7 separate regions of the Mus musculus genome follow, and regions 1, 2, 3, 4, 6 and 7 are each linked to region 5. Evidence: chromatin contacts called from public ChIA-PET and promoter capture Hi-C data. All regions are on one chromosome and are shown on one strand. Each heading gives the region's core, a stretch centred on a gene start, on an enhancer-like site or on the middle of the called end of the contact. The rest is flanking DNA. Distances are from core to core; before and after follow the strand shown.

What was found. Promoter capture Hi-C pulls out the DNA fragments that hold promoters and counts their contacts. ChIA-PET counts read pairs in DNA pulled down with a chosen protein or histone mark. Capture Hi-C pulls out chosen DNA fragments and counts their contacts.
Region 1: a contact with region 5 is called in a promoter capture Hi-C map of stem cell-derived epiblast-like cells, with 5 times the contacts expected there. The contact joins the promoter of Hrh1 here to the promoter of Sec13 in region 5. A contact is called at or near these places in 12 of 39 promoter capture datasets (the 3T3-L1 cell line, 3T3-L1-derived adipocytes, cranial neural crest and 5 more), 5 of 115 datasets of contacts at active chromatin or transcription factors (bone marrow-derived macrophages, embryonic stem cells, pancreatic cancer cells and 1 more) and 1 of 9 other capture datasets (embryonic stem cells).
Region 2: a contact with region 5 is called in an RNA polymerase II ChIA-PET map of memory CD8 T cells, with 64 read pairs. The contact joins the promoter of Setd5 here to the promoter of Sec13 in region 5. A contact is called at or near these places in 2 of 39 promoter capture datasets (liver and pre-B cells), 2 of 115 datasets of contacts at active chromatin or transcription factors (double positive thymocytes and memory CD8 T cells) and 1 of 9 other capture datasets (adipose tissue).
Region 3: a promoter capture Hi-C map of hippocampal neurons shows a contact between it and region 5, with 4 times the contacts expected there. The contact joins the enhancer-like site here to the promoter of Sec13 in region 5. A contact is called at or near these places in 1 of 39 promoter capture datasets (hippocampal neurons), 5 of 484 Hi-C or Micro-C datasets (adipose-derived mesenchymal stem cells, cardiomyocytes, cerebellum and 2 more) and 6 of 115 datasets of contacts at active chromatin or transcription factors (astrocytes, bone marrow-derived macrophages, embryonic basal ganglia and 3 more).
Region 4: a contact with region 5 is called in a promoter capture Hi-C map of hippocampal neurons, with 6 times the contacts expected there. The contact joins the promoter of Slc6a1 here to the promoter of Sec13 in region 5. A contact is called at or near these places in 12 of 39 promoter capture datasets (the 3T3-L1 cell line, cranial neural crest, embryonic stem cells and 5 more), 5 of 115 datasets of contacts at active chromatin or transcription factors (SST interneurons, embryonic stem cells, neural tube and 1 more) and 1 of 9 other capture datasets (embryonic stem cells).
Region 6: a contact with region 5 is called in a promoter capture Hi-C map of adipose tissue, with 6 times the contacts expected there. The contact joins the promoter of Atg7 here to the promoter of Sec13 in region 5. A contact is called at or near these places in 5 of 39 promoter capture datasets (cranial neural crest, hippocampal neurons, liver and 1 more), 3 of 115 datasets of contacts at active chromatin or transcription factors (bone marrow-derived macrophages, extraembryonic endoderm stem cells and large pre-B cells) and 2 of 9 other capture datasets (adipose tissue and pancreatic islet).
Region 7: a contact with region 5 is called in a promoter capture Hi-C map of pre-B cells, with 11 times the contacts expected there. The contact joins the promoter of Thumpd3 here to the promoter of Sec13 in region 5. A contact is called at or near these places in 4 of 39 promoter capture datasets (erythroid cells, hematopoietic stem and progenitor cells, hippocampal neurons and 1 more), 9 of 484 Hi-C or Micro-C datasets (CD4 T cells, CD8 T cells, embryonic stem cells and 4 more), 7 of 115 datasets of contacts at active chromatin or transcription factors (T-cell acute lymphoblastic leukemia, double positive thymocytes, effector CD8 T cells and 4 more) and 2 of 9 other capture datasets (adipose tissue and liver).

Annotation. Positions count from the first base shown.
Region 1 is chr6:114,396,670-114,399,369 of GRCm38.p6, forward strand. It overlaps Hrh1 (histamine receptor H1), which reads left to right and starts at 1,267. Exons shown (of 2, transcript NM_001317125.1): 1 at 1,267-1,329. Gm38875 (a long non-coding RNA gene) reads right to left here and starts at 1,082. Exons shown (of 3, transcript XR_869365.2): 1 at 984-1,082.
Region 2 is chr6:113,076,264-113,078,963 of GRCm38.p6, forward strand. Setd5 (SET domain containing 5) reads left to right here and starts at 1,376. Exons shown (of 22, transcript NM_028385.1): 1 at 1,376-1,449. Gt(ROSA)26Sor (gene trap ROSA 26, Philippe Soriano) reads right to left here and starts at 981. Exons shown (of 3, transcript NR_027010.1): 1 at 911-981.
Region 3 is chr6:114,346,621-114,349,320 of GRCm38.p6, forward strand. No RefSeq gene overlaps it. Among named protein-coding and RNA genes, the nearest start is that of Gm38875, 50 kb to the right of the region's middle. Within about 2 kb of position 1,366, at least 43 of the 459 cell types and tissues checked have an H3K27ac peak or open chromatin away from gene starts, as enhancers often do. A contact at or near this core is called in hippocampal neurons, pancreatic cancer cells and stem cell-derived neurons, where this site is marked.
Region 4 is chr6:114,281,235-114,283,934 of GRCm38.p6, forward strand. It overlaps Slc6a1 (solute carrier family 6 (neurotransmitter transporter, GABA), member 1), which reads left to right and starts at 1,401. Exons shown (of 16, transcript NM_178703.4): 1 at 1,401-1,642.
Region 5 is chr6:113,739,385-113,742,084 of GRCm38.p6, forward strand. It overlaps Sec13 (SEC13 homolog, nuclear pore and COPII coat complex component), which reads right to left and starts at 1,297. Exons shown (of 9, transcript NM_024206.4): 1 at 1,261-1,297. The coding sequence starts at 1,263.
Region 6 is chr6:114,641,708-114,644,407 of GRCm38.p6, forward strand. It overlaps Atg7 (autophagy related 7), which reads left to right and starts at 1,420. Exons shown (of 19, transcript NM_028835.5): 1 at 1,420-1,443.
Region 7 is chr6:113,045,049-113,047,748 of GRCm38.p6, forward strand. It overlaps Thumpd3 (THUMP domain containing 3), which reads left to right and starts at 1,254. Exons shown (of 10, transcript NM_008188.3): 1 at 1,254-1,342; 2 at 2,367-2,656. The coding sequence starts at 2,399. It overlaps Gm43868 (predicted gene, 43868), which reads right to left and starts at 1,123. Exons shown (of 1, transcript NR_164179.1): 1 at 1-1,123.

The sequences.
Region 1 (2,700 bases), core at 17-2,516, 660 kb after region 5:
CCTGGGTTCCTAAGGGCATTTCAAATGAGTCTGGAGTCCCACCTTCCAGGCAGGCACAGACAGGCTCAAGGTCAAGGGCTATATCGAGGTGCTTACCAAGTAAGCCCTTTGTGTAAAAGACATCATTAACTTGTCCTCCGCCCCTCTGTGTTAAAAACTTTGGCCTTTGGACTTGGGCTGGGTAGGCTAGAAGTGCAGTTCTCGGTGAGGACATGGTAGAAGCTACAAAACCTGCCCATCATCTATAAATAGGGCTGATGACTGCTTCTTTTTTCTGGTGTAGTTTGAGATTTAAATCAGGGCTACGAGGAGGGGACTAAGACATCCATACAAGTCTGGAACTGAGCCACACAGGGCTGGGCCTGCATTCCCACAACTACATACCACTGCGGGAGGATGAGCCCCTTCTAGGGGGCACGGTGTCATAGCAAAGAGGAGCCACTTCCCTTCCTCAGTTGTTCTCCCTTCCCTGACTGTTGCCATCTGAAGCCACAATTGAATGTTAAAAGGGTTTTCCCTAGCAAAGAAGGAGAAACGCCCTCTCCTAGCTCAGAAAAACAAAACCCAAAAAACAAAAAAACAGTTCCTTAAGTTTCCCCAACACACACACACACACACACACACACACACACACACACACAAAAACACACTCTCGCCTTCTCCTCTTAGCCGGCACAGGTTCCTAAGTGTAATGGTACAGTGAGAGTTGAACAAGGTCGGGATAGCTCAGCGCAAGGCCCTGAGTTTCAGCATAGCACTTGCAGGATGAGGACAGGAGGGAAGGAGGGAAAGAGGGAGGGAGAGGGCGAGAGCGCATTCATTCTTCAGGATCTAGAGAAACAGTGGTTGTGCGGTTCTAAACCTCCCGAGTCTTGGTGATCCGGATCAATCAGTGTCACTAATTTAAAAAACAAAAAACCAAAACAAAACCCAAACAAAACAAAACAAAACAAAACAAAAACCCAACTAGTCCCTTGGTCCACCTGCGGTTGAATTTGCGAAGAATCCTGTCAGCTCCTCCTTATCTGAGGTCTGGTCTGTGGCTCTGCGTGTCCCCGGGTTAGCATGCGGTGGCAGTGTCGGAGGGCTGTCGCCAGGCTTCCGATCCATCCTTGGCTTCTTGCCAAGCTCAGGGCTCCGCCACAGATGCGGGGCGCGGCGGTAGAAGATGGGCGGGGGAGGGTGCCCTGGGGCTGCTGGTGGGCGGGCCTCTCAGCGGCTCCTCCCCCGAGGCCGCCTCCGCGTGCTCCCGCCACCCCCGCGGCCGCCTCCGCCACCGCACCGAGCAGTCTGGCCGCCGCCGCCAAACTTTCCCCGGAGCTGGCGCGGGTGAGTCGGAGCGCAGCGCGGGCAGGGGCGGGAACCCGGTGGCGGGCGGCGGGAGGAGGGCAAGGATGCGCGCACGCCCAGCTCTGAGTTCCGCGCCCCCGCAGGGCGGTGGGGACATCCCGCAGGTGGCCGCACGAGGTGGGCGCGCCGGATGCTCTAGCGGCCTGGGCAGGGTATCGGAGCTGTGGCTGCTATGCCCGTAAGCACAAACACCTGTGGCTTCCCGGAGCTGGGGCCGGGCTCACCGGTTAGAGTCCGCCTCCGATTTCTGGGCCAGGGGGCCTCCTCAACGGCTCCCCGAGATTCCTCAGGGTTTGGCTTTGATGCTAACCGTGGACGCAGACTCTGGGTTGAGGTGCGATCTCCGTGCCAAGCTCCGGACATCCACTATCTCAAATCCTTCTGAATCTCCGGGACCCAGGTACTACTAGTATACCCACTTTACAGAGGAGGAAACTGAGGCTTGGGGAGGGAAAGTTGTCTCTTAGAGAACAGCCTTGAGACTGAATTGGATGAATCCAAGCTTCTTAGCTAGGTGGAACCCAAACCAGGTGTCTGGGTATGAGAAGCGTCTGAGCCAGCGCTCCCTCCTTTCCTAGCCGGCTTTATCGTCGTTTCCTGGCCGAGCCAGAAGACTTGATACTGTGGCCAGGGTGTGTTCTGATGGCAGAGAAGATCCTTGAGGGCTGCCTTTTCCCAGAGAGCGTTAGGGGATACCAAATTCTGCAATTTACGCCGTGTTGCTCTGAAAGTTAGAGTCTTGAATCAGAGCACAACTGATCTTTACAGAAGCCACCTTTGAGGCGCTTGCTAGCCTGGGCGATGGAGACACAGGGTTGCTCCAGGCAGGGTGGCTCTCCTCCGACAGGGGGCTCCCACCTCCAGACGGAATGGAGCTGAGGGAACTGGAAGATCCCCAGGCTGACTGCTCTGAGAGCGCGTTCTGTTATTGGGGGGTGGGGGGTGGGGAGGAGGAAGGGCAGGACCCTGAACCAGGGGTGAAGTGTGTTACTGGAACAAAAAGGAGAGAGTAGGTGGAGATCCGACACTCTTGGGGGCCTGAAGGCCACCGGCAATCCTTGGAGACAGAGAAAGAGCCCCCCCCCCCATGGTTATGAGATGGTTATGGATTAACATAGTTTATACAGCAGCCATGCAAGGTACCGTTATTGAGCGATAGGTGGACACTCAGAGAGGTTCAATAGATTGCTTAGAGTTGCCCAGCTGGTCCGTGGTGGAGTGGATTGAGTACCAACCAATCTTGCCTGTATCTTAAATTATCAGTGAGACTCAAGAGGCGGATGGAACCTCAGGTCCTTCTGTGCTGTGGCTGGCAGCGGTGGAGACAAACAATAGAGGGATGCTAGGCAA
Region 2 (2,700 bases), core at 126-2,625, 660 kb before region 5:
ACAGCCCAACTGAGCCCTCGCTCCTTCCCTCCACTCCCCGGAGTGCGCGATGGAGGTCTGGCTCAGCACGCCCCTCTTGAGGCAACTCAAGTCGGAAACGTGCTTGCACCCGCCCCGCAGCCGCTCAGCCCTACTGCCCGTCCCCGCCCCCAGCGCGCGCTTCCTGCCACGTTGCGCAGGGGCGCGCGGCCAGACTCTGCGGCGCGGGGCCGAGGGGAGGGCCGGAACCTGGGAGCGCCTCCTCGCCGCCCCCGCTGGCCGGCGGATGGACTCAACTTGCACGAACACGAGCCAATGGCAAGGGCCAGTTTTCTGGGCCCCGAGAGCCAATCAGACGACGAGGCCCGGCCGGCGGCGGGTAAAACGACTCCCCCAGAGGAAGGGGAGGGTGGGCGGCCGCTCGCGCGCGAGCTACTTTCGCTGACCCTCCCTCCCCTCCCCCGCCCCGCCAGAGGCCGACCGCGCCCGCACGTCCAGCTCGCCTCACCCCACCTACCTCCCGCCCCACCCAGTGGGCAGAGCGAGGCTGCCGGCGGCTGCGCACTCCGGCTGCCGTTAACTGACAGGCGCCTTACGCCAACCAAAACACGCCATTTGTGTTTTCACACACGGCGGGAGGAAAAGAAGCCAATCAGCGACGAGACGTCGGCCGGAAGCGCTCCTCCGCTGCCCCCCCCCCCCCGAGCCATGGCCGCGTCCGGTGGAGACTTTTCCGCTCCCTTCTCCCTCCCCCTCCGGTTGCTGCAGGGCGGACCGCATTCCTGCCCACCACCCGCTTGCCCCTTCCAGCGTCACGACTCGTACCCGGCTGTCTCACAGAACGGCTCCACCACGCTCGGAGGGCCTGCCGCGGCCGCCCATCCCCGCAAACGCACCAAGCCGCCCTCCCGCCAGAGTCCCGATCCCCTACCTAGCCGAGGCTCTCTGAGGAGCCGGAGCCCCAAAGCACAGCCTCTTCTTTAGGCGGCCCCGGCAGCCTCCGCTGATTGGCGGCGCACCGGCCAATAAGTGTGGGGCGGTGGGCGGAGAGGCCAATGGCGCGGCGGGAGGGGGCGTGTCCCGCGTGCCCCTGGCGCCGGCACTGGGAATCCCCGTGCGGTCAGTGGCGTTTCCGCTCGGGCAGCGGGCTGAGTGAGCTGCCGCCGCTGCCGCCGCTGCCGCCGCCGGGGGAGGGGCGGCCGCCGCCCGCCTGCGCTCAGAGACTCACGCAGCCCTAGTCCCGCCAGTCCGCCAACACAGTAGTGCCGGCCCCCTCCGCCCCTGGCCCTCCCCCTCCCCGCCTCGGGCTCGCTCCGCCTTTTCTGCCCCCCACCCCCACCTCACGGGTACGGGCCATTCCCGGCCAGGAAACGCCGTGGCGCCGCGTTGGGCCTAACTCGAGTCTCGCTGCCTCCCGGGAGTGCCGTGCGCCGCAGCCCGGGCCCAGGCCCCGGCAGCGCCTGGGTCAAGGTAAGGGTCCAACAGAAAAGAGACACCGAACCACACGACCGGGCCCCGGGGGAAAGAAGGGTCACCTCAGTCTCCCTGCGTTCCCTCTCCTCGGGGTCGTGGGCCTGGGCCTCCCCAGCCTGGTAGCAGGAAGATGCTTGCCCTTTTCGTCTTCTCAGCTACCTTTACACACCATTGCACCGCTCTTGCCCAGAGAGAAAGGCTCTCCTTCATCTAGTCGACCCCACTACCTTTTTAATGTCTTCCCTGGGTCAGGACTCTTCCCCTCCCCCTACTCTGGTCTCCCCTTTTTGCCTGGGTATTGCCTACTCCACGTTTATACCCTTTTCAGGAGAGGCCTCCCAACCCTGCTCTCAAAATACACATACTTTTTTTTCTGTCCCTGAGCCCCCCACCTCCCCTGTTCTTGCGGCCTTGTGACAACTCTGGTCGCTCGTGGGGGCCCAGTCCTCCCCTCCATAATCTTCCTGAACGCCTCTCCTCTGGTTTTCCAGTTCCTATCTCAGATGGCTGCTGCTTTTCCCACACCAAAGACATTACCTTCGCCACCCCCACCTCACATTCTTGGACTCCCTGTGGCGTATGCCCCAGTATCCTTGCGATATCCCTGTTGAATTTGTAGGGTTCTAGCCTGGAATTGAGCCAGATTTTGTCGTTTTCCCTGCCTAGGGCGTGGAGAGCGATCTTTTAAGAACGACTCTAAAGAAGAGGGGGAGGGATATGCCCCTATGAATCCGTGCAAGCCAAGATCCTAGGTAAATGGTAGTGGGCAAAAGCCCTGGTTTTAGTAGGTAATCGCTCAGAAGGAAAGTTTTAACTCCTGGGAAAGCCCCTTCTATGCTAATTTATTCTATCGGGCGCCTTTGCCTTTCTCATTCTTAGGAATAAGGATCTTTCTCCTGTGTACTGATGCTGCAGCCCGCCCTGCTGGCCTGGGTCAGGGGTGCGTGGATGACCTGCATTTTCTGCTTTCTCATGTTACTTGTGTAACGTCTTCACCAGCAACTCATTTTTCGCCCAGAGCTCTGGGCTCTGGGTTTTGTCTATACCTGGATTCCTTTTGCCAATTGTTCCTGTGCTCAAAATACTTAAAAAGATTCAGGTTCTCGAATTTCCTCCATACCTTGACTAAATTGTTTTTAGATGACATATTTGTGACCAAGGTCATGTTTACATTACTTCCTTGCTTATATGTTAAATACCTATACTTTTGATTGGGGAGGATCCAGATGGAGGAGGTTCCAGGAGGAG
Region 3 (2,700 bases), core at 116-2,615, 610 kb after region 5:
TCAGCTAACAGCTTCTTCCCTGAGCTTGGCCTCCTACCCAGGAGCCAGGACTCCTTTGAAGTCCACCATCACTGTTTTATCTCTGAAAATACTTCACCATCTTGCAGTTCCACCCAGAGACCAGTGCCTCTTCCCTTCCCGCCTCTCCTCACCCTCTACACCAAGCTGGCCACAGGTCTCCTGCTAAGTTACAGCCTCTCTTCCTCTGAGCACCTCTGTGTGTGAGGAAGCCCAACATTTTACCTTCCCTGACATTCAAGGCTGACATGATTTGAACGTGTTCTCTGAGGATTCGGGTGTTAAGATTTAGTCCCTATTGTGAGGTATAGAGGGTGGGTGGAAACTTATATGGCCTTGTGTTGGAGGTAGGGGTCAGAAGGACAGGGGGTGGGACTAGATAAAGACTTCTGACAGTGGCTTACTCAGGAGAGAATGGGTGGGTTATACATATGTTCCCAGTCTATGTGATGCCCTGTGCCTCTGCCCTAGTCACAGTCAGCAAGCAACCTTGGTGTTCCAGAGCATAGATGAAAAGGACCTCACTTATTGTCTTATTTAAATGTTTGTTTGATACAAGGTCATCATAGCCCAGGCTGACTTTCAACTCTCTCTGTGGCTGAGTCTAAAGTCCCCCTGGTCTCACCTCGGCAGAGAGACTGGGCTCTGCTGGCCTCATAGGGCTTTGTGCAAGCACTGTACCATTTCACGGAGAGGAACTGCACCCATGGATGCAGTGTCTGTTGTGGTCCTAAAAATGACCCCCTCAAGTCCTAGAGGTGAATATTAGCACCTGAACATTTCCCCAGACCACAGTGTACCACTATGTACATAATATTTTTCTTACAGAGTACTGGGTTTTTTTGTAAAGAATAAAATACCAGTCTATCCATGGGCATCTCCTCTTCTTCCTCTTCCTCTTCCTCTCCCTCTTCCTCTTCCTCTTCCTCTTCCTCTTCCTCCCCTCCCTCTCCCTCCTCCTCCTTCTCCTCCTCCCCCTCCCCCTCCTCTTCCTCCTCCTCTTCCTCCTCCTCTCATTCTCCCTCTCCCTCTTCCTCCTCTTCCTTCTCTTCCTCCCCTCCCTCTCCCTCCTCCTCCTCCTCCTCTTCCTCCTCTTCCTCCTCTTCCTCCTCCTCTTCTTGTTACAGTTAGAAAACCCCACCCTGGAACCCCTACAGGGCGGCAGAGGCTATACCTTAATTATCTCCCCGACTCTCAGAGCTCAGGTAGTAATGGATGTTTGCTCAGAGCAGTGAGTACTTAGAGGAAGGCATGGTTATTTAAATGTGAACGGAAGAGTCTATAATTGAATGGATAAGCAAACACATCCGTGAGTAAGTGAAGGCATGAGTCACCAAATGAAGTGACAGATTACAGCCCCAGCAGGTCTGTGATTGGGTTATTCCAGCTCCGGCACCCTCAGACACCTGTGGTTGTGCTTGCAGGGATGCGCCTCTTCCTTAGTCGCCCGAGAGGAGAGGGGAGATTTGAAACTGCGCAGGTATTGCCCCCTCCAAGATGCCTCAGACCTGACTCCACTTTCTGAGCCAAGGCCTGGAATCCACCGCGGCTAAGGATGCCCAGAGAACTCTGAACAGCTCATCCCTGTATCCCTGAACTGTGGCTGAAGGTCAGTGGGAGGAGTAGGGTGTTTGCCACAAGGACAGGGCCAGACCTCCCACATCTTCAGAAGAAGGGAGACTTCTGGTGAGTCCATGTCTCCTCCTCCACACCCCAGCCCCACAGTGAGGGGGCGACAGAGCCATGAGCAGGAGCCAGCGGTTGCCATGACAACACATTAAGAGACGTGAAGCTGCTTTCAGTTTTCAGTTTCAGCTTCTGGAAAGGGGTCAAGCATGTGGGGCAGAGAGAAGAGTCAGGAGGGGGAAATCACAGCCACCCCCACTCAGTCTCACAGTTAACCACAGCCCAGTGCACTGTGTGCTCCGAGTCCCTCCTTCTGGTGTGTCACTTCCTAGGACACTCAAAAGGAACCTGAGAAGTGGTGATCCCACCTCATGGTCAGAAGGCTGGGTCTGAAGTCACTTGCCCACCCAGGTGGTAGCAGAGCTGGTTCTTGCATTGGGTTCCTGACTACAAAACCTTGTTTAACAGACCCAAAGATTCTAGAATCCCACTGGGTTAGGGCAGTACACTTTATTGGTCCATTAAACAAGACACTTACCCAGGAAGGTTCAGATCTACAGGCACTCAAGCAGAAAAGCTTCTAGGATTTGCTCATACATACAACAAAGCACATGTATGCACACACAGCAGTTATGTATGCGTGTGCACACATTCATGCCTATGCACATTCATGCTCACACATAGACACAGCTGCAATCACACAGGCAGGCACACACCTGTATATCCATGGAAGCAGATTTTAAAAAATGCTTCTTTTGACACGCAGCTTTGGAGTTCCTCCCCTCTTAAAATGACAGTCTGTTTCCTTAGCCACTGAACTTGGCTGTGTGATGATATTCTGGCCCATGCAAAATTAGCAAGCACAGAGTTGGGGAGATGGGTGGGTCTGTCAAGTGTTTGATTCACAAGTATGAAGACCTGAGTTAAGATCCCCAGGATCCTCATAAGATGCTGGGCATGGTGGCTTGTGCTTAGAACTCCTAATTCCAGTGACAGAGAGATGGGAGGCAGAAGCAAGCAGATCCTTGGAGCTTCCCATCCATCTAGCCTAACCTA
Region 4 (2,700 bases), core at 151-2,650, 540 kb after region 5:
ATCATCAGGCAAGCCAAAGCACCCTCCCCACTTGCCTCCCTAATCTTTTTTGTTTTTTGAGATTTAGGGTTTCTCTGTGTAGCCCTGGCTGTCCTGGAACTCACTCTGTAGACCAGGCTTGTCTCGATCTCAGAAATCCACCTACCTCTGCCTCCCAAGTGCTGGGATTAAAAGCTGCTTCCCTAATCTTGTTGGGAGCCACGGCCACATTTCCCCTGACAGCTTTGTCGTTTCATCCACGCATCAGCTCCCACCCCAGTGGCACTTTCATGGGTGGACCTATGCCTCATCCCAACCTAGGCTGGGACCCTCATGGGTGGCCCTGGCAGAGCTTGTCAGTCTGGGCTCTCGAAAGGTTGTTTCGGAAAAAGCCCGTTTCTTTCACTTGCCCCATAAGAAGAGCAGTGGCCTGTGCGTCTACCATTGTGTCCCTAAGCCCAGACCAGAGTGTGTGGGGCTCACGGGAGCCCCAGAAAGATTCATTTGAAGTACACACAGTCAGCACCTGGTAACCAGTCAGGAGGCCATAGGGCCCTAAGCCTAGATGCTTGTGGGAGGAAGTGCGGAGAAAGAGTCAAAAGCTATGTAGCCTTTGGAAGTTGAGGTTGGAGACCCCAGGGTTAATGCAATTAGAGGATGGGAAGTCAGATATTGAATGCCAGACCCTGGGATAGAAGCAGGAGGCCATTGAAATTGGAGATAATGAATTCTTTCTGCGTCTTTGGGGAACATGGAAAAGGGAGAGATGCCCCTTTCCCCAAAGCCTCCACGGAAGGAGCCAGAAGGTCTGGACTTGGAAAGAGGTAGCTGGAGCTGGCCAGGGGCAGAGGTGTTCTAGATAATCCCTCACGCCTCAAGAACTGCAAGCAGAGCACCTAGGGTCCTTAGCCAACCCTGGGGGTTTCCAGTTTGTGGTTTGCTGCACACACACACACACACACACACACATCCTCCAAGACCAATCCTGCAGTGACAGTCTTTCCCAACCTAGTAGCTCAGGTGGTAACTTTGTTTCCCAAGAAGGAAGCTGCAGACAGGAGAGGTAGAGAGGAGGGAAGAGTCCTACCCCACTGCCACAATGCTTCCAAGAGAGATGTGACAGAGCCAGAGAAACCAAGAGACCAATTAAGGTAGACCTTTGAGGCCAGGAGACTGAAGGAGGGTGGAGGCCAAGGAAAAGAGGGAGAGGGAGCAGGGCTGGGAGAGAGAGAGGAGGTGGGAGGGAGATGGGGAAGAGAGGAGGCAGCAGGCAGAGAGAAGAGGCAAGGCGGGCAGGGCCTAGGAAGGAGGGGAGCAGGGCAGAGGGAGGAAAGAGAAGGGGGTAGGCGGAGGGAGGAGGAGGCAGGCAGAGGGAGGGGGAACAGGGCAGAAGGAAGAGGGAAGAGAGAGTAGGGCAGAGGTAACTGGGAGAGAGGAGCAGGAACAGAAAAGGTGGGAGATGGAGGCTGAAAGGTAGGGGCGGGCAAGACGGCACGGACAAGCCCCGCCTAGAGGGCGTGTCTTGACAGCCCCGCCCCCTCCGCCGGCCCTGGGAGCCCTAGAGAGCTGAGAGGTTGCAGGCGAGCTGCGCGAGCCCAGGAGCCCAGGCGCCCGCGTCCAAGCGCGGCCGAGCCCGGAGCGGCCCGCGCAGCCCCGGCCGCAGGTAGGAAGGGAGGCTGGCGTCGGGGCACTGGGTGGAGGGCGGGACCCTAGGCTGCATCGTCCCCCGTCCTCGCCCCACGACGTGCGCCAGCTGCATCCCAGGGATGCTCCGGAGGCGGGAGGGTCCCAAGAGGCCAGGTGCCGTCTATGTCCTAGTTCGTTCGCCAGCCGACGGCGGGGTGCCCAGGAGGGAGCCAGACCAACCTGCGCCACATCCCCAGTCTCCGCATGCCTTATTTATTAGGGGCGGGAGGATGGAGGGGCTGGGGACTACCCGAGGATGGAGACATCTCCTTCCCATCCCGGGGCAGCTCAAGCTCTTAAGAAACCTTGTCTCTAAGAAAGTGTACAGCAGCTGGGACTGAGCGCGCGCAAGCTGGCGCTGCTGTCCTGTTCACCTGAGAGATGCCCAGTGCAAAAGGTGGGTCGGGCCAGGACTTCCCGTGGTTTGCCTTTCCCAGGTTTTTTCTCTTTCCTTTCTGTGGCAATTATCACGGCTTCTCCATGCTTCCCTCCGTACCCACCCACCCCATGGGTGACACCCACAGATGTCCCGTTCTGTGTTTGCTTTAGGCTTCCAACAAGAGACTCAGAGTGGGCAGCTTTGTACGGAGCCAATGTCCTCTCAAAACAGACCTGAGTCTCAAGGGGAAAAATGGGTTTTTGAAAGCCAGTTTATAAGACCAAGACACCTGAGGTCTACTGGCTGGACCTCCTGCCCACCCACGAAGATCAGGGGTGAAAAGGACTGTGGCCACATCAGGGAAGGGACTATGTCCAGCCGAGTGGAACTTGATGCTAGCCCCAGTTTTTCTATGGCAAACAGGGAATGTGTTGGACAAAAGAAAAAAAAAATGGTGTGCTGGGTCCTGCCTATGTTCTCTGTTGTGAACTTTGGTGGAAACAGTGGAGCGTGCATACCCCAACTTCCAAATTGCAAAACAAAAGCGATCTGTGGGAATTCAAAGTGCCCTGCAGTCTTTCCCCACCCCAGTTCTGGAAAGGATGGATCAGGTCTTGATCAAAGCATCCTCAGACCCTCTTCCAAACGAAGGAGGC
Region 5 (2,700 bases), core at 47-2,546:
CATTCAGAAGGCACACACTGAATAAGTAAGTGTGTTTCCTTGAGAATCTTAAATGCTCTGAAAAGTGTCGGCAAAGATTAGAGAAAGAGGAGCAGCACCTGCCTGGAGACAATGACATTTTCCCGTGAGCATTGGAGAGGCACCAGGAGCAATCAATTATAGTCAACAGAAAAACTAATCAATTTAAGGTGGCAGTGAAGAAAACACCCTTACCAAAACCACACTGCTGGCAACAATCTTATCTACTAATCCTCTAACCCCCTCCCCCAACACACACCAATATAAGGTGGGTGATGTGACCAAGAATTCCCCACAATCCCAACTGGCTCAAGGAAAAGTAATTTTCTATTGGTGACCCACAGGACTTTGGAAAGCTGGCATCCTTATGACCATTCTTAACCAGCAGCCATGGGTTATGATCCACACTTTGGGATGCTATGTATTTTAAAGCTCTTGGAGCAGTCCTCCGGAGCATCTTATAAGGACACTTATGCGCTTGCTGGAACACAGTAAGAAGCTGCACTCAAAACAGTTCAGCTCATCAGAATCACACCAGGTACAAACTTAGAATGAACCTGTGTATGAGTCTCCAACTTGGCAACAAAAGAGCCAAAGGCCAACAGAAGGAGGCAGCTCCTTGCACCGCTGCGCCAACCAGGGTCTAAGACTTCCAGAGTTTCATTCCCTTAGTATTATACGGAGTGGGGTGCGGTGAAAGACATACCACAGAGGCCATGTAAATTCAAAAATAAGAAACAGAAATAAAAAGCTGAGACGATGCCCTGGAGTCACTCAGCTAGGCCTGTCATCAGTTTCCCGAAGGGACCATCACACATGGGAGTCCTGTGTCCAAGCAACTGATCCCTCCACCTCCTTTGCTGAGGTAGTGGGTGGCAGGGCGAATGATGAGGAGAATTTGGATCTTAGCTTGCCACTGCCTAGCCCAAGTGTTGATGATAGTAGCATCTGCTCCGCAGGCTACGCGCAGGCAGAGGATGTGAGCGATCGTGGGAACGCACTAAGGGCTTGTCAGGCAGTAGATCCTATGATAGCTTTGGCTGTTTTTCCAATTCTGGAGGACAAGACACGAGACGGGCAGGAGGTGGGCTCGCAGCCCGGGCCTATGAGTTCCGGAAGGCCCAGTGGCCTTGCCTTAAATTCCCGCTCCGAGACCCAGAGAGAGGCAGGACAAGCAAACTTTGAGGACGTAGAGGTGGTCTGTCTCAAAGCCACGACTATCGCAGGGATCGCGACACTTACCATAGCTGCAGCAGCGGCGACCCACGGCCTCGGACGTGGCAGCTCAAAACGCTTCACTTCCGGTGCCGGCCCGCAGCCGGCAGGCTGTCACCCAGGATCTTCCGGTCAGCAACACACTCGACTCACACAAAGGTTCCGCGTCTTCTGGATCCTCGGCCCCGCCCTCCTGCAGTTCTGCCTTTATCTTGGCTACTGTTGGGCTCTGGTTGCTGTGGCGACCCTAATCCAGGGATTTTATGATTTGAAGCCGTCGCTAGCAGGTTTTTTATTTAGACTAAGTTTTTTCTGGTTCCTGAGATGCATACATAAAATGACTAGTCATTATAGCTTCACTCTCCTTTTCTGCGGGTTCCGGGTCCCACTGGCTTATCATGACCATCGTAGAGGTTAATTTCTCAAGTAGACTGGGCTAGTGCTTTGTTAGGTCTTGCTTAAGTTTCTTTCCATTTAATTTGATGTTGACTATTGGCTTGCTGTATATTGCCTTATTATGTTTAGGTATGGTCCTTGTATCCATAATCCCTTTAAGACTTTTAACATGAAGGGGTATTGGATATTGTTAAGGGCTTTTTCATCATCTAATGAGATGATCATGTGGGCTTTTTTCAGTTTGTTTATATGGTAAATTACGTTGATGGATAAAGCAATTCCACTAAATTCAGGGACAAGACAAGGCTGACCACTCTCTCACTATCTATTCAACATAGTACTTGAAGTTCTACCTAGAACAAAAAGACAATTAAATGAGATCAAGGGGATACAAATTGAAACGGAAGAAGTCAAAGCTTCATTGTTAGTTGATATGATAGTATACAAAAATGCACCAGCTTTCTTAAGGGATGGCAAGCAGAGAGTCTCAAGTCCCTGGGAGTCTGACTGTTTCAAGGGAGAACAACTGGAACCTCCCCAAACTCTTGTTTTTAGCTTTGGTGCTTACACAGCACTGAAAGGGGAACACAGAGCCCCAGGGCAGCTCCTCAGATGCACGTGGTCACATTTCCCCACCACACTTAGAAGCCAAGTGGCCCAGAGTAGAACCTCCACTCCCATTAGCTAAATCCTTTGCTGGGCAGTGGTGGCGCATGCCTTTAATCCCAGCACTTGGGAGGCAGAAGCAGGCAGATTTCTGAATTGAAGGCCAGCCTGGTCTACAGAGTGAGTTCCAGGACAGCCAGGGCTCTACAGAGAAACCCTGTCTTGAAAAAAAAAATCTTTCTGGTCGTATGTTGAAACTGGGATTGAATACCTTGGCTGAAGATAGCTACCAGCAAGATGCCAAGACTCAAGGAGTGTGAAGGCTTTTTGGAGAGGGGCCTGGAGAGTGGCAGCCTTATATCATGACACCGCCCTCACCCCTGGCTGTCACTATCACCACCACAGTGCCTTTGAGATCTCTTTCCTCCTCCAATGGAGAACTTTTACAGGGATTTGAGGAGGCGA
Region 6 (2,700 bases), core at 170-2,669, 900 kb after region 5:
CAACTTCATGCCTTCTTCCTAACGCTCATTTTGTGGGGTTTTTTTTCTTATTTTTCAGAGTCTAAGATTATTTCCTGTCACTCTGACTCCAAAGTGTCTGTCTCTCTCTCTCTCTGTCTGTCTCTCTTTCTTTTTTCCAGGAACCACTTTCCATTTGTTTACTCTGCCCCCCCCCCCGTATAAGCTATAAGGCACACACACACACACACACACACACACACACACACACACACACACACCACCTTGTAATTTATCCATTAGAAATAGGAAACCCTTAATGTAAAAAAAAATCAATAAATAGTCCAAGATATTATGATGAATCCCTAGAGGCACTCCAAAGGCACTGTGTGCCAGGAAAGGTGTCCGTGGACTGCCATCTCAGCAATGGTGATGCGGTATCAGGATGCTTGCCTTGAGCTCTGATCATCCTGGACTATAGAACTAAATCAAGTCAAGTACACTCTTGTCGCTAAGGAAGTCACTCATGTGCAAGACTCCCCAGGCTAGAGCATTTCATTATGTTCATTATCCTGTCAAAAAAAAAAATGTTTTCCCAGTAGTAAGTTTTTTGTTCGTTTTATTTGTTTGTTTGTTTTGTTTGAGATAGTGTAGCCCTGGCTGTCCCAGAACTCACTACTCACAGATCCACCTACCTCTGCCTCCCAAATGCTGGATTTTTTGTTTTGTTTTGTTTTGTTTTGTTTTTCGAGACAGGGTTTCTCTGTATAACTCTGGCTGTCCTGGAACTCACTTTGTAGACCAGGCTGGCCTTGAACTCAGAAATCTGCCTGCCTCTGCCTCCTGAGGGCTGGGATTAAAATCTTGTGCCACCACGCCCAGCCCAAATGCTGGAATTTAAGACATATCCCACACCGTCTGGCCCATATTAGGTTCTTAAGAAGTGATTTTATAGTCACTGAAGTTGCTGGCTGCAGTAGCTTGGTGGATATTTTAGATTCTATTTGGTTTTCCAGAGTTATATTTGGTTGGGCAAGCTTTTAATCCCAGCACTGGGGCAAAGCAAAGGTAAGCAATCTCTGTTAGTTCGAGACTAGACTGATGTATATGTATACAGGTCCAGAACAGCCATGGCTATGTAGTGTAAATATGAGGAGGACATAACCTTTTTAAAAAATTAAAAATGCAAAAAATAAAAATAAACCTTGTTTCAACACCTGTACTCTAGTACTACCCTGGGAATTTGATAATAATTCCGTAGTACTGTAGAGTCACTCGCAGGAAAATGTAATCTTCCTTACAAGCCCCAAAAGGCTTACAGGTTAGCCTTAGTTTCGCCCCGTTATTGCGGTTGTGGGGACCCTTTTTGTCGTTGTTGTTGTAGTGCGCATGCGCGCCGCGCTTCCGCGTTTGTGTGGGCTGGGTTATTACGTCATTGGGCCGCGCGGCGCGGCTGGGGCTGTGGTTGCCGGAAGTTGAGCGGCGGTAAGTAAGCCGTGGTTGCGGAGCAGCTGCCGGGGCTGGCGGGGTTCACTTAGGAAAGCTGAAGCCAGTTTTGGGCTGGTCTGGAATATTCTTCACCTGTCTATACTCGGTCCCCTCGTACTCCGGCAGAGAGTGTTGCGATCTCCGGGTCGGGAGGCGCCTCTGGTTGCTCATTCTGTGAAGTGCTGCCTTTGGCGTGTGTGGACCGGCCACGGAGTAAGCTTGTGTCCCCGGACTGTGAAGGGACTTGATCTTGTTACTTATGAGGAGGACATAATTAAATCTTTTCTACTAGAGGTTCTGCATCCCCTTAAAGGACCCAGAGATTACAAATTAGTACTTTATAGGAAATCAGCCTGGTGAGGCAAATGCACTTGTCAGAAAGTTTCTGAGCCAGGCATGGTCGCGGAGAGAGGTGACCCCAGCCGCAGGGAACCTGAGCCAAGAGAACTGCTATTTAGAACCAGCCTAGGCAATCGGACACAAACCCTTTTGCAAACTGGAAAACGGGTGTGGGATGTAGTTAAGTCCCAGAGCGGTTCTTCAGCGTTCCAGGGTCCTGGGTTCAATTACCAGCACATGCCAAATTGAATTTGAGATGAGACCGAATCAACCTGCGTCTGCAATTTTATTTAATTCTTTAAAATTATTTGTAACTTTGAGTGCGTGTATGCGTGTGTGGTCTCATGCCTCCAGAGACAAGACATGGCGGACCCCAGCAGAAGTGGAGCTCCAGGCAAGCTGTGCCTGATATGGGTGCTGGAAACCCTACCCAGGTCTTTGTAAGCACTGAGTCGAGTCAGCTTTCCAGTATAAATTAATTTATTTTTTTAAGACTGAATGCCATGCACCCCATGCTGTCTTTGAACACTCAGTGAAGCAGAGGCCGGCCTTTGAGTTTTTATATTTCTACTTCCACCTCCTTGAGTCCTGGGATTACAGGTGTGTACCACTACGCCTGTTTTTCTGATGTGTTCCTGCATGCTGGGCATCATAATATCATGGACTATTTATTGATTTTTTTTTTTTTTTTACATCCAGGGTTTCCTATTTCTAATGGATAAATTACAAGACGGTGTGTGTGTGTGTGTGTGTGTGTGTGTGTGTGTGTGTGTGTGTGCCTTATAGCTTATACAGGGGGGAAACAGGGGTAAACAAATGGAAAGTGGTTCCTGGGGAAAAAAAAAGAGACTTTGGAGTCATATTGACAGCAAATACTCTATCATCACCTCAGAGCTTCACTCCCATATCAGGCAT
Region 7 (2,700 bases), core at 4-2,503, 690 kb before region 5:
CCAGGCTTGATGGCAGACACCTTTTACATGCTGGGCCGTTTGTCAGACCCCTTTTTTATTTTTTACTAAACTACAACGCCGCTTTCTACGATACTGGCTGCTCCTAAACTCTTTGATGCATCCAAGGCAAGGATCCGGTTTTTACCTTTCTCATTGTCCGTGCTGACAAGGACAGTGTGGCTCCATGCCTCAGCTGCTGCTGCCACCACTGAAACTTTAAACAATTTTTATTATTTATTTATTTATTTATTGGTGAGGATGAGGGGAGAGGCAGAGAGAGAGATTGCAATGCAGTGTCATAATGCCCTTGGAGCCAGACTTGGCTGTCAGAGCCCCTGAAGTTACAGGTATTGAGAGCGGCCAGAGGTGGGTGGGTGCTGGGTACCAAATTTGAATTCTCTGGAAAAGCAAGCCTTAATCACTGAGCCATCTCTCCACCATCGCTCCCCCCCCCCCCCCAAAATCCGGCTGTCTCTTTCTGTTGAGTTCTAAGTTTCCTCTTTTAAAATGTTACATTTGGGGCTGGTGAGACGTCTTAGAGGGTAAAGGCTCTTGCTACCCATCCTGATTAGCTGAGCTGGATCACTGGAACCCACGTGGTGGAAGAGAAGCAACTTCTGCCAAGTTGTCCTCTGACCTCAGGTGTGGCACACAAGCTCCCTCCACACACACAGGAAATACATGTAACTAAAATATAGGAAATGTAACCTTTGGCATATATAGAGAAACATGATCTGAAAACCGCAGGCTAGGCTAGGGGCTATACTCTAGTTACAGCACAGCTTGCCGGTCCCTGCAGAATCCAAGCCGGGTATGGTGGCGCACACCTGTAGTCCTAGCATCCCGGAGGCAGAGACAGCGGATATCTGTGATTTCCAGGACAGAACGATCGACAAAACGAGCAGGCCAGTCAGGGCTACATAGTGAGACTCCAATCTCAAAAAGAAATTCCAAGTAAAGAGTGTTGTGCAAGACGGGAATGGGGGAGAAGAATCTCTTTAGCCTCGGTTTCTCTGGCTTTAAGACTGGAATCAAGTCCCAGTCTCACCCCAGTGCTCGACACTGAGGGCAGAGGAAGTAGAACAACCGAGCATCCGCTCGCTAGGAGAGCGCCCTCCGCAGTGGTTCCCTCCGGGCAGGTGACCGGCCTACCGGCCGTTCTTCCTCTTCCGGGTCAGAGTGCACCCAACTGCGCACAGCTCTCCGCGCACACTCCCCCGCCTACCCCGGAGCGTGGGAGCACCGTGCCCTCCGAGGCCTGACTTCCGTTTCCGGGCTGGCACCTCGGCTTCCGGCGGCGTGCTCGCGGTGCGGAGACCGGAAGGGTCTGTGCTTGCTGCCGGTAACTGGCCGCGGCTGGGAGTGGCCGGGTGGGTGGGACGCAGGGGAAGACGGCGGTGGCTTCGTATAGGTCGGTGCTGGGGCTGAGCGTCTGGACTCTCGCTGGGCTTCGCAGAGGGTGGGAGTGAGAGAGCCACTGCCCTTCGGTCCGAACAGCCCTTCTGCTCTCCACACTGTCCGTAGGAGTTGTGTTCACAGTGGCGAACGGTGACACGGTGGAACCGCGTTCACCTCTGTGGCCTGTTCTTGGTTGGCACAGCATTAGGGACAAGGAAGATGTTAGCTTAAGCCACGGCGCTTTTGAAAAGCTGGTGGGAGGTGTGGGCCCTCCATCACGGTAACACCACTCCAGCCCCTTCAACCTCCACAAACACTCCCACAGGACGTCTGTATTACTAGCTTCAGACATTTCCAAGGTGTCCCCAGCATGCGCGTCATTGGATCTCGGCGTCACCACATAGTAGGCTTTCAGATATTTGTAATTGTTTAGATAGTGGAAGTTGAGTTAATCTTTAATAAATTCACTGCCCACTTGTCTACATGGCGGAAAGTAGATACCTCACCCATACATTAAAAGTTTTGATCATTAGTCCAGAATTGTGTTGTTCTCGTTAAAATCTTCTGTCTTTGGGAAAGAGAGATATATTTAGTTTCCAGTTCGAAACTAGGCAGGAGTAACTTGCTTCCTGGACCCGCGAGTGTGGGAAGCAAGAATTTTTAACTCTGAACCACTACAGCCTCACATCCTGAAGTGCTAAGCTGAAAGAGCAACAGAGGAGCTTCTCTATTCATGTTAGCAAATGTAAGATGGTGCTTACCAACACAGATGAGCCTAAGCCAAGCACTGCATGCAGTGGAAACACTCTTGTCTTTTCTCCTGATGAGCCTGCATATTGCTTGTTTAGTCACGTTTCACTGCCTGTAATCCGTGCCCTTATTTATACTACAGTTTTAACTCGATAGGTACATTGAAATACAAAAAGAGATGGCATTGTTTCCCTTTTTCTTCCCTGTATTGCCTCTAGAGACTGTTGGTCCTTTTAGAAACATCTCCATCATGTCTTGTGACACTCAAGAAGCTACCAGAGAGTGCCTGGGTATGAACCTTGATGGCAACAAAGAGCCTGTGTCGCTGGTAGAAAGCGGCGTCAGAAGTGAGTCGGAGCATCTCCAAGTCACTATTGGAGCCACTGTACCCACTGGCTTTGAACAAACGGCTGCGGGGGAAGTGAGAGAGAAACTGAAGTCGGCCTGCAGAATCAGCAAAGACCGCGGAAAGATCTATTTTGATATTGCAGTGGAAAGTCTGGCTCAGGTTTGAACAAAACAGTATTTAAATTAGTCTTGGTTATTTTATGA